Regions from separate parts of the Gossypium hirsutum genome. Here region 2 is linked to region 1. The links are chromatin contacts, called in public Hi-C maps. All regions are on one chromosome and are shown on one strand. Each heading gives the region's core, a stretch centred on a gene start, on an enhancer-like site or on the middle of the called end of the contact. The rest is flanking DNA. Distances are from core to core; before and after follow the strand shown. Region 1 holds the start of LOC107886457 (protein kish). Region 2 holds the start of LOC121219873 (OVARIAN TUMOR DOMAIN-containing deubiquitinating enzyme 4).

Evidence for each region. A called contact is a pair of places that touch in the nucleus more often than the background predicts.
Region 2: a contact with region 1 is called in a Hi-C map of leaf, with 3 times the contacts expected there. The contact joins the promoter of LOC121219873 here to the promoter of LOC107886457 in region 1. A contact is called at or near these places in 2 of 34 Hi-C or Micro-C datasets (both in leaf).

What each region holds. Positions count from the first base shown.
Region 1 is chrA03:92,633,134-92,638,040 of Gossypium_hirsutum_v2.1, reverse strand. LOC107886457 (protein kish) reads left to right here and starts at 2,284. Exons shown (of 4, transcript XM_016810421.2): 1 at 2,284-2,486; 2 at 2,602-2,708; 3 at 3,708-3,742; 4 at 4,787-4,907. The coding sequence starts at 2,484. The coding sequence ends at 4,854.
Region 2 is chrA03:92,829,816-92,835,141 of Gossypium_hirsutum_v2.1, reverse strand. LOC121219873 (OVARIAN TUMOR DOMAIN-containing deubiquitinating enzyme 4) reads right to left here and starts at 1,403. Exons shown (of 6, transcript XM_041098472.1): 1 at 1,192-1,403; 2 at 573-685. The coding sequence starts at 1,240.

The sequences.
Region 1 (4,907 bases), core at 1,035-3,534:
GTGTCCCCTCGGTACACAGGCGTATGTGTTTGGGAATTAGGGATTTAGTGATTTGGTACCACACGACTATGTTGTTAATTTGGGGATTTAGGGATTTTACACGTGTGTGTGTTTTGGACACACGGCTATGTCTGGTGGGCACACGAGTGTGTGAAACCCTTAAGAAGACCGTGTCTGTTCTATACCTTATTTTAGCATATTTAGTAGTGAGTTACACGACCTGTTCACACGGTTGTGTCCCTGGCTCATACGAGCGTATACCTCAGCCACACGGCCATGTGCCTCACTACACATGGGTGTTTTGACTCCCACACGGCCTAGGTTTTTCCACACAACCGGAACACACGGTCGTGTGGTCTTAAGTCACCAATTTTAGTTTGTGTATGTTTTTTATCTGATAATGCATCTGTGTATTCCGACCCTTGGTTAGACTTTAGTAAGGGTAATTATGTCTTTGTATTTGTGGCTATGTGCTCTGCTTATGTGTTATTTGTGACTGTGGTGTGAGATGACTGATTTTGAACCCGGTTAGCCTGGTGTGTGTGCACGTGTTTAACTGTCTGTTGATACATTCAATGTTTCTGTGGGATTGTATGCATACATACACTTATATAAATAAATATTTGGGTTGGTTGTGAAGAGAAGGAAGACTGATTTTGATCTGATCTGGCAGTTTTACTGTAACTTATTCGTACAGCGGATTACCGCACTATACTGCATATACGTCAGCTTTGCTGCATGCTAATCACTATACCGCTTATACGCCAACCATGTTGCGTACTATTATTTAAGTCCTTAGACCACATACATGGTCTGTAGGCTTGGATGGGCCTTCAAGGTCCTAGTGGTGTGTTTGGTTGGATGAGCTTAAACAGCTCTTTTGAGCTGTGATCGGGGGACGAAGAGGTGTTTTGGTTGAATGGGTGGGTTTTTAAATCTTGACTGCATTCATATGCATCTGTTAAAGTGTTCTAGGTGTAAGATTATTTGACCGTATTCAGTCTATCTAAATAAAGCTTGTGTTGAGTATTCAGTGTGTGAGTTGGTTTGCTTGACTGTTACATGTGCTAGAACGTTGGTTCCAAGTTTGTTTTCTACTTTTGCATGCCCTTGTAGGTATGTTTTGCCAATAAACTACCATCTGGAGTTCTCTTCTGTAAATCTATTGTTAATCGTTTTGAACTCACACTGAGCTCATGTAGCTCAGCCCTCTTAGTGTTTCCCTTGTAGGTGCATTTCTGAATTCTGGCGTTAGACTCGGTATGCGGAGGTCTCAGACAATCACGGTGAAAAAATAAATTAACAGTTCTTCTTTTTTATTTTTTTAATTCAGTTTCGAATTGTAAGGTTTTGTAAAAACTGTGGTACAGGTTCTATTTTGATTTTTCTTGTAAATCTTATTTTGTTCATAAATTAACTTAACTTTAATTTTTCTGATTGAAATCTAAAGCGGTAAATGTCCTTAGTTCGTAAAGAGATAAATATGTTTGTAATGGAATTTGGGATAACTTGTTTTGTAAAATTTTCCTACGATCACTTCAGTGATCAATATAACTTCTAAGATTCAGTCTAAACTTTTAGACCAAATTTAGGAGCGTTACAGTTATTATCCCACATATTTTTTTCTAATAAATTTTAATCCAAATTAAATGAATGTACATACAAGTCTACCCTCAAGAATTTATGAGAAATAAATTATTTAAATTTATAATGTGCAATTACAACAACTTATGATATATTATGATGTTGCCAAGCATTTAAATATAGGTATGTATAAAGCTTGTTTATTTCTCCAAGTAAAAAGGAAAAAAGTGTTATCTTTTCTCCTTTAATTTTATAATATGTGGGTCTATAGTTAATTTTTTTTGGTAAATTTTTTAATTGATTACTCATATTTTCATTTCGGTCACTCAAATAAAAATTATTTTTTATCATAATTAAATATTTTAATTACCTAACCATTAATTCACTAATCACATCTGATGTAGCAGCACTTCACATTATGTCCACATAAGTAATTCTTGTTAGGAAAATAGTTTCCATGTAATTATATAATATTTTTAATCCACTTATTTTTAATCCATTTTATTTTACTTATTTTTACCCATAATTACATAGAAACTATTTTCCAACAAGGATTACTTATCTGGACATGATGTGGAATGCCAAAGATGGTTAAAATGTTTAATTATTCAGTAATGACATGTGGAGTATTGACGTGGCGCAACGTGATTCGTTAATGAAGTAGTTCTAGATTTGCTTTCCCTTTTTTCTTTTTGCTCGCTGCCCTAATTTATAATTCCAAAAAAACTCCCTAATCCTCACTAGCTGGAAAATTGGTACCTCATTGCCTTTCAATAAAAATTGCATTTTGATTTTTGATCCAAAGCCTTTTTTTTTTCTTTTTTTTTTAATTTTACCTTCTTTTTGCTACTGGGCATTTGAAGTGGATAATCGATCAATCAAAGAAAGATCCCGAAGCCATGGTAAGAAAAACCCTAACTTTCTATTTTTCCGATTTTGTTGAAATCGCTTTCTTCTTCTTTTAATTTTCCGAAATCAGTAAAAAGTTAAAATTAATTTTCTGATGTGCGCTTTCAGTCGGCACTCTTCAATTTCCATTCATTCTTAACGGTAGTGCTATTGGGAATCTGCACCTGCACTTACTTGAAGATGCAATTTCCAGCTATCCTTGAACAGAGAACTGGGTATATCCTTTCGCTCTCTTTCTAATTTTCTTCTATTTATTTTATTCGTTTATTGTTGAATAGTTCTCATTACTATATTTGTAGTTGATTTAAGCTTGTATTTTCATTTCAATCAGAACTGATTTTGGCAATTGAATGCTAGATTTTGTGCCTTGGCATAATTGTTAAATGTCTGCAAGTCATGCAGTTAGTTTTGTAGTGGTTTTGTAGTTGTTTTAGCTTTGTAATTTGGAAAAACTGCCTTTGAGCTGGAAACTTTTGAGATGGGGGATGTTGGGGCGATTGCCACTATAATCAAGTTGTATGTGATTAAGTCATACAGTTAGTTTGTGTTCGTATAGATGAGTTAGATTTGTAATTTGGAATAGCTACGTTGAACTGAAAATTATTGAGATGGGGGATGTTGGGGCAGTTGATGTTGTAACCAAATGTTTGTGGAGCTAGATTTCCTCTATTGTATATTCCATCCATTGCAAAAAAGAAATTAAAAGAGAAAGAGAAGGAAAACAGATGATTTCTAACTATGCTGGTTTTGATTTTTGCCTTATTTCATCTTTGAGCAATTCAAATTTATTGTCTTATGTCTTGATTTTGTTTGATGCAATTTTGCAAATTAAATGGACTGTTTTGGGTGGCATCTAGCCAGGCAACAAATATAGTCACAGTGATATAGTTGTAAGTTTAGCATTGGTGAAGTTTGAAGTAGAGTTCTCAATCTTAACAAGAAATTTTTTTGGCTTTTTTCTCTTTTTCTGATCATGTGCATCTTCTTAGATAACTTCAACTTCTTGATTTCTTTCTCTATGAAGAGCTTAGATTAATTAAAGTTGCATAACTCCAGTTAATCTTGGCCCTCTTTGTCTTTTCTCTTTGGTATCTCAATTGGTTATATTAACATTTTTGTTTCTAATATTTATAGCTTCTACTTTGGAATCAGAAATTATTGGTAGGAAGTGTTGAGAATTGGAGCTAATTTGGTGTAATATGCTTGTTTGGCAGGTTCCGTGGTTTCTTTTGGAAGGCAGCCAGAATAGGTGGGTCTCCTTTTCTGCTTGGTTTACTTCTTTCTGGTTGCATTGAGAATTTGGAATAGTCATGTAGTGTCCCCTGTTCTGAATCTTATTTGGACATATAATGTTTATCGTGTATGAAGCCTTTAAATTAGTTGATAATAAATATGATAGTGATTGGCTCAAAAATGCAGGATGATAATTATCTATGATTCCAAAACGATTCTGGAAATGAGACTAAAAGTGAAAGACTAAAATTTAGCTATATCATTTTTAAATAATCATATTGTATAGAGAACTTGTGCTTTGTTTTAGAATTAAAATCTCATAAAGTCGTGAATTAGAATAGGATGGTAATGATATTTTGACTGGGAGGGAAAGGGATGACAATAATGATAAAGTTGAACAGCAGTCATGGGGTTTAGGCAGTTATTTTCACATAAGAACAATTATTTGTATTGATGCTCTATTCTTTTTTGCAATAATTGGCATGAAGAAGCACCTGAATTGTTCCGTTTGTTGTTTATACCAACTTAAAAGCCTTTGACTTGTGAGTTTACTGCTTTAATTGGTTGTGAATGAACTATGATTGTTATACAATATCAGTTTTTGTTTGTCGGAAATCCATAATGAGATAAGTTGTCTCTTGAGCTATTTGTGTAATAGAGTTGCATTTGCAACCTGCCGTTTAAGTTCAAGACCATATATATGCAGATGGGCATGTTAATTTAAATATTTATGTGCGCCAAATATTTCATTTGTAGCTCATAATTTTTGCCATAAATAAATATATACTCTACATTTGCTAACTGGTATTATTGCTTCATTAAAAGGTTCTTTTAGTACCTTGTGTCCTGGACTCCTTTTCATTTGAAAGGTTATTTCTTGTAGAAAATTAGGCATGTATTTGGGATTGAATTAGAGTGGATCCCAATGATGTGGAACTTTAGTTGAGCCATTTTGGAATGTAGGTTGCAAAAAAAAAATCTGAAACTCATTCGATGTTTTACCCTTTCATTGGCAATGCATTACAATTTGTGGGACTAACTAGTATATTTCTTGAATCAGGTGAACGGTTAAGTCCCTGGGTGGCCGTAGGATGCTTCACAATGGGTGTCTCAATAATATTTTTCTGAACAAGGAGCACACCCTCTACTGTTCGGAGGAGGGATCCAATCTTTGCCGTGTG
Region 2 (5,326 bases), core at 154-2,653, 200 kb before region 1:
AATGAGATATACTTACATGATCATCAAAAACATATATGACAAAACAAAACTGGAGTGTACTCAATATAAAACATATATTCATATGGTATTGTAATTAGCTTAATATAAAATAACTAAAGCTACATCTTAGAATCTAGAAATCTAAAATTCACATTTATATAATTAACTAGATTAATTGTGAAACGCTAGGTTTATTATTGTTATTATTTTTATAAATTCAAGTTATAAAATGGGGAGAAAAAATTAAATCAATAAGATTTGAACTGATGTGTTAAAAGGAATTTAACCCTATTTACTTATCGAAATCAATTATTAGTAACATAGGTTTGAAACTCTATAAAAATCAATTACATGTAAATTATATCACCAACATGGATATAGATTATGATAAAGAATATGCATTTGTGTTAAATGGATATTCATATTCCACATTCACTCAAATCTACTAATACAGAAAACAACAAAACCTGTTATTTAAGAATCTAGGAAATTTTCCCAGAAATGGAATGAGGTGCTAGATTAATGGTGAAAATTATATATGAAAGAGGTGAACAAGAGAAAAAGTAATGTACTTTAGATCTAAGCTCATCTGCAAGAACTTTTTGAGATCTCTCAGTTGGAGATTGCTTCCCCGACCTCAACCAAGCGCCAAGAATTACCGAGCGGAACAAACATCTCCCATCACCTGGAATTCCTGCGTTTAACCATCTTATAAACTTAAATTTGATGCCAAATAAGCATATATTCCAGCCCATCATCAAATGTTTTGGAGCTCTAACAATATCAACAAGTTCATCAAGTTGAAAGGGGAAAAAACCCAGGAAAAAGACGGAAAAGGCGATATTATTACAATCGCGATAAAAAATGTAAACCCATCACCGACAATTCACACCATTTTAGGAAAATGATATGATCCAACTTAAAAACAAATTTACCAAGCAAATTATCCAAACAGACTAATAAAATCGCAGTTTTTTGAAAGCAAAAAGTTGAATAAAAAATAAATACTAAATCGAAAACTGAGGTTGAATGCTACCAATCCAAATCTCCTGTTTAGGCATTCTTTTCTCTCTGTCTTTTTTTTTTCTTTTTCTTTTTCTTCTAATCAAAATTAACAACAAATGTCTAAAACATAAGCCATTGATGAACACTTAGGTATTTTTCATCCAAAAAAAGGAAAAAAAAGTTTACCAATGAATAAAATTTGAGACGGAGCTTGAAAAGTTGAAAGCCAAAACATCAAATTTAACCGAATATTTTCAAGTTCGTGGTTCAATTTCCAATGTTAGTGAAACCAATTCCAATTCCAAACTTTTTTTTTAAAATAATTATATTATTCAAATTCGAACCGATCATTTAATTTTTATATACCTGAAAAAAACCATATTTATATTAATTTTCTCGAAGGAGTAAAATAAGCTGATGATTAATTATACGAGCAAAGGAAATTTGAAATGTGGCCTTTTAGCATTTTGCCACGTTGTAACAACTATCAATGGTGGGGACTACTTAGTGATTATAACCGTTGACTATTGCTCCCGCTAAATTTTATAACCGCCGTTCGTTACCGCGACTAGCGTAATACTAAAAAAAATAAAACCCAAACACAGACATCAATTTTTTTTTCATGTTTTAGATTTTCTATCAAGAGATATCACCAGATTTTAAATTTTTTAATATATAAATTAGAGATTGGTTAATTAGGGTTTAGGGGAGGAATTCTTTTTTATCTTAAAACTTTTTTAATACATATATATATAAAAAAACCCAGAGATTTGTTTTTATATATATAAATAATTTTTTAATTAATTACTAAATTTTCCAGGGGAGGAAACTCTTCAAAGGTATTATTCTTCACTCAAATCCAATTTATTTAATTTCAGCATGTTTGTTAAATTCATAATTGATTTTTAAAAACAAATATGTATTCATTATAGATTATATTTAAAACATATGTACTTTGAGTACTATATATATATCTATTCAATTATATATGAAGTAGTCTAACCAAGTCTGCAGGCTCCAAATTTTGACCAGGGTTCAACAACAAGCAGTAGAATGAATTGCAGACGACGTCCATTTTACACCTGGGGAGTGTCCGCCATTAATATCTCTCACAAAGCTTACGTAAAAGCTCAAGCCTTGAGCGAACCCTTGGGATTAATGGCGAAATGGCTTCTAACAATAAGCTTAAATATGGTTTCCTGTACTCTCCTTTGTTTGAAACAATTCTGGTTAGCCGTATTCTTCTTTGTGGATGATTGTATCTTAGCACTCGAAAATGTGGTTGAAAGGGTTTTCCCACCATCCAAACATGTTTTCGACAAGGTCGATGAGATTGTCCAAACCATCGAAACCCTCCCTGGAAAATTTGATGACATTTTAGACGAATTCCCAGTGATCATCAAGCAAGTTCCATTTCTGGAATGGGGATTAAGCCTTGTAATCTCATGGTTGAAGCTATTAACTTCCATATTAACTCGTTGGGGTTCACGAAACACCAAGGAAAAAGAGATTGCAGTCGACACAGCTTACGAGGAGGTCATCAATGGCAATGTGCCAGTAGCTGAAACTGAGCATAACGAAGCAAAGCTCCCCACAGAATCCCCTAACATTAGGCATGACGATAACAAAAAGCTTGTCGTTGACACAACTTACAATCAGGTCAACGGTGATGTATCAGTAGCGCGAACTGACCGGAACAAAGCAAAACCCTCCACAGAATCGATTAATGTTAGGCACGATGATAACAAAAAGCTTGTCATCGGAAAAGTTTATAACAAGGTCAATGGCGGCGTATCAATAGCGGAAACTAAGCCGAACGAAGTAAAGCCCTCCATAAAATCCCTTGATGTTGGACATTACGATAAAAATAAGCTTGTCGTTGACACAACATACAATGAGGTCATCAATGGCGACGTATTAGTAGCTGAACCTGAGGATATCGAAGCAAAGCTCCCCAAAGAATCCTTTAATGTTGGGCATGATGATGGAAAGTTTGTCATTTACTCGACTTATAATGAAGTCATTAATGACGGTGTATCAGTAGTGGAAACTAAGCAAAACGAAGCAAAGCTCTCCAGAGAATACTTTAATGTTGGGCATGATGATGATGGAAAGTTTGACATTGACATAGCTTATAATGAAGTCGTCAATGGCTGCATATCAGTAGCGGAAACTGAGCAAAATGAAGCAAAGCTCCCCAGAGAATCCTTCAATGTTGGGCAGGATGATGATGGAAAGTTTGACATTAACGCAGCTTATAATGAAGTCATGAATGACGGCGTATCAATAGTGGAAATGGAGCAAAACGTAGCGAAGCTCCCCAGAGAATCCTTCAATGTTGGGCAGGATGATGATGGAAAGTTTGACATTAACGCAGCTTATAATGAAGTCATGAATGACGGCGTATCAATAGTGGAAATGGAGCAAAACGTAGCGAAGCTCCCCAGAGAATCCTTTAATGTTGGGCATGACGATAACAAAAAGTTTGTCACTGACACGACTTACAATGAGATCATCAATGGCGACGTATTAGTAACTGAAGCTGAGCATAATGAAGTAAAGCTCCCCACAGAATCCCTTAATGTTCGGCATGATGATAATCAAAAACTTGTCTTTGACACAACTTACAATGATGTCACCAATGGCAGCCTATCAGTAGCGGAAATTGAGAAAAAAGAAGCAAAGCTCGCCAGTAAATCTCTTAATGTTGGGTATGATGATAAGGGGAACTTCGTCATTGACACGACTTGTAATGAAGTCATCAATGATGGCATATCAGTAGCGGAAACTGAGCAAAACAAAGTGAAGCTCCCCAGAGAATCCTTTAATATTGAGCATGATGGTAACAGAAAGCTTGTCGTTGACACACCTTACAATGAGGTCATCAATGGCGACATATTAATAGTTGAAACTGAGCATAACGAAGTAAAGCTCCCCGTAGAATTCTTTAATATTGGGCATGATGACAATGAAAAGCTTGTCAATGACACAGCTTATAATGAGGTCACTAATGGCCGCATATCAATAGCGGAAACTGAGCAAAACGAAGTAAAGCTTCCTACAAACTGCCTTAACATTGGGCATGGCGATAAGAAAAAGCTTGTCGTTAACAAAGCTAATTACAAGGAGGCCATCAATGACAGAAAATCACTAGTGGAAACTAAACAAAACAAAGCAAAGCTCCCCATAGAACCTCTTGGTGTTGGGCTCGACGACAATGAAAAGCTTCAAAAACCAGAAACTAAAGCAGAAAACAAGGTTGGTCAGACAAGTAACCGGAGTAGTAATGTCAAAGCAACGTATAAAGACGTATTAAATTCGAAAGTGACGTATAAACAGGCATTAGAGAGGGGAGCTAGAGAAAATATAGAAAATAAAAAGATGAAAACGATGAAAAAAGTGGGAATCAGACGATAAAGAAGTTGTGAAGCTGAATCGAGTGAAAGAAAATGGCAATGCAACTAAAGAATGAATATTTGATTTCTGAATAGGTTTTTTTTTTATGAACTGTCCAGTAAAAAATTCGCCATTGAACCTCACTCCAATTTCTGTTTCATATGCATGAGTGCCTGCAATCGGGGGAAATAACAAAGACTTCCAGTTTGTTGTCATCATGAATTATTATACTGCTAATGTTAGGTTATCCTTTATTGTACATTTTAGCATAATTGTCGGGGGATAGCCAGGTGCAGCTGCTTTTGTATATTATATAAAGCTTTGGTACCTTTTTTTTTTCACGAATTTCCAGTGTTTGAAAATTTATATATATCCCAGATATATTTGTACATCATAGTAAGGATACGATGTGTTTAAATTATAATTTTTTTTTTTGAAAATATACTTTTGTTGTTGGATGCATATCTATATTTGATATATGTTTGAGATAAATTTTTTTTGGTAATCCTGTCGTATAAAATGTAAGGAATTTGAAGTTAAATAAAATCTTCAACTTAAATCTTGTGAACCTAAAAATAATATTAAAAAGGTTTTGCTTTTAACACTTGGTGTGATGTGTAAGAAACCCTTTTTTTTTAAACAAGGATCGACTTCATATTTTGAAAAGAAAATGAAAATTGGGAGTCGCCACCAATCTTTTTTTTTGTTTAGGTGCGATCGGATCACCTAGAAATTTGGTCATTTTTTAATAAAACATTTCGATTTACTAGAACAATGATTTTGGTCTACGAAATTTGAGAAAACGGGTTCGGGAGTCGGTTGCGTACGAGGAAGAATTAGCACCCTCGTAACGCCCAAAATTGGTACCTAATTGATTAATTAATGTCTTCATGTCGAAATTTAAAAACTCGAAAAGGATTTAGAA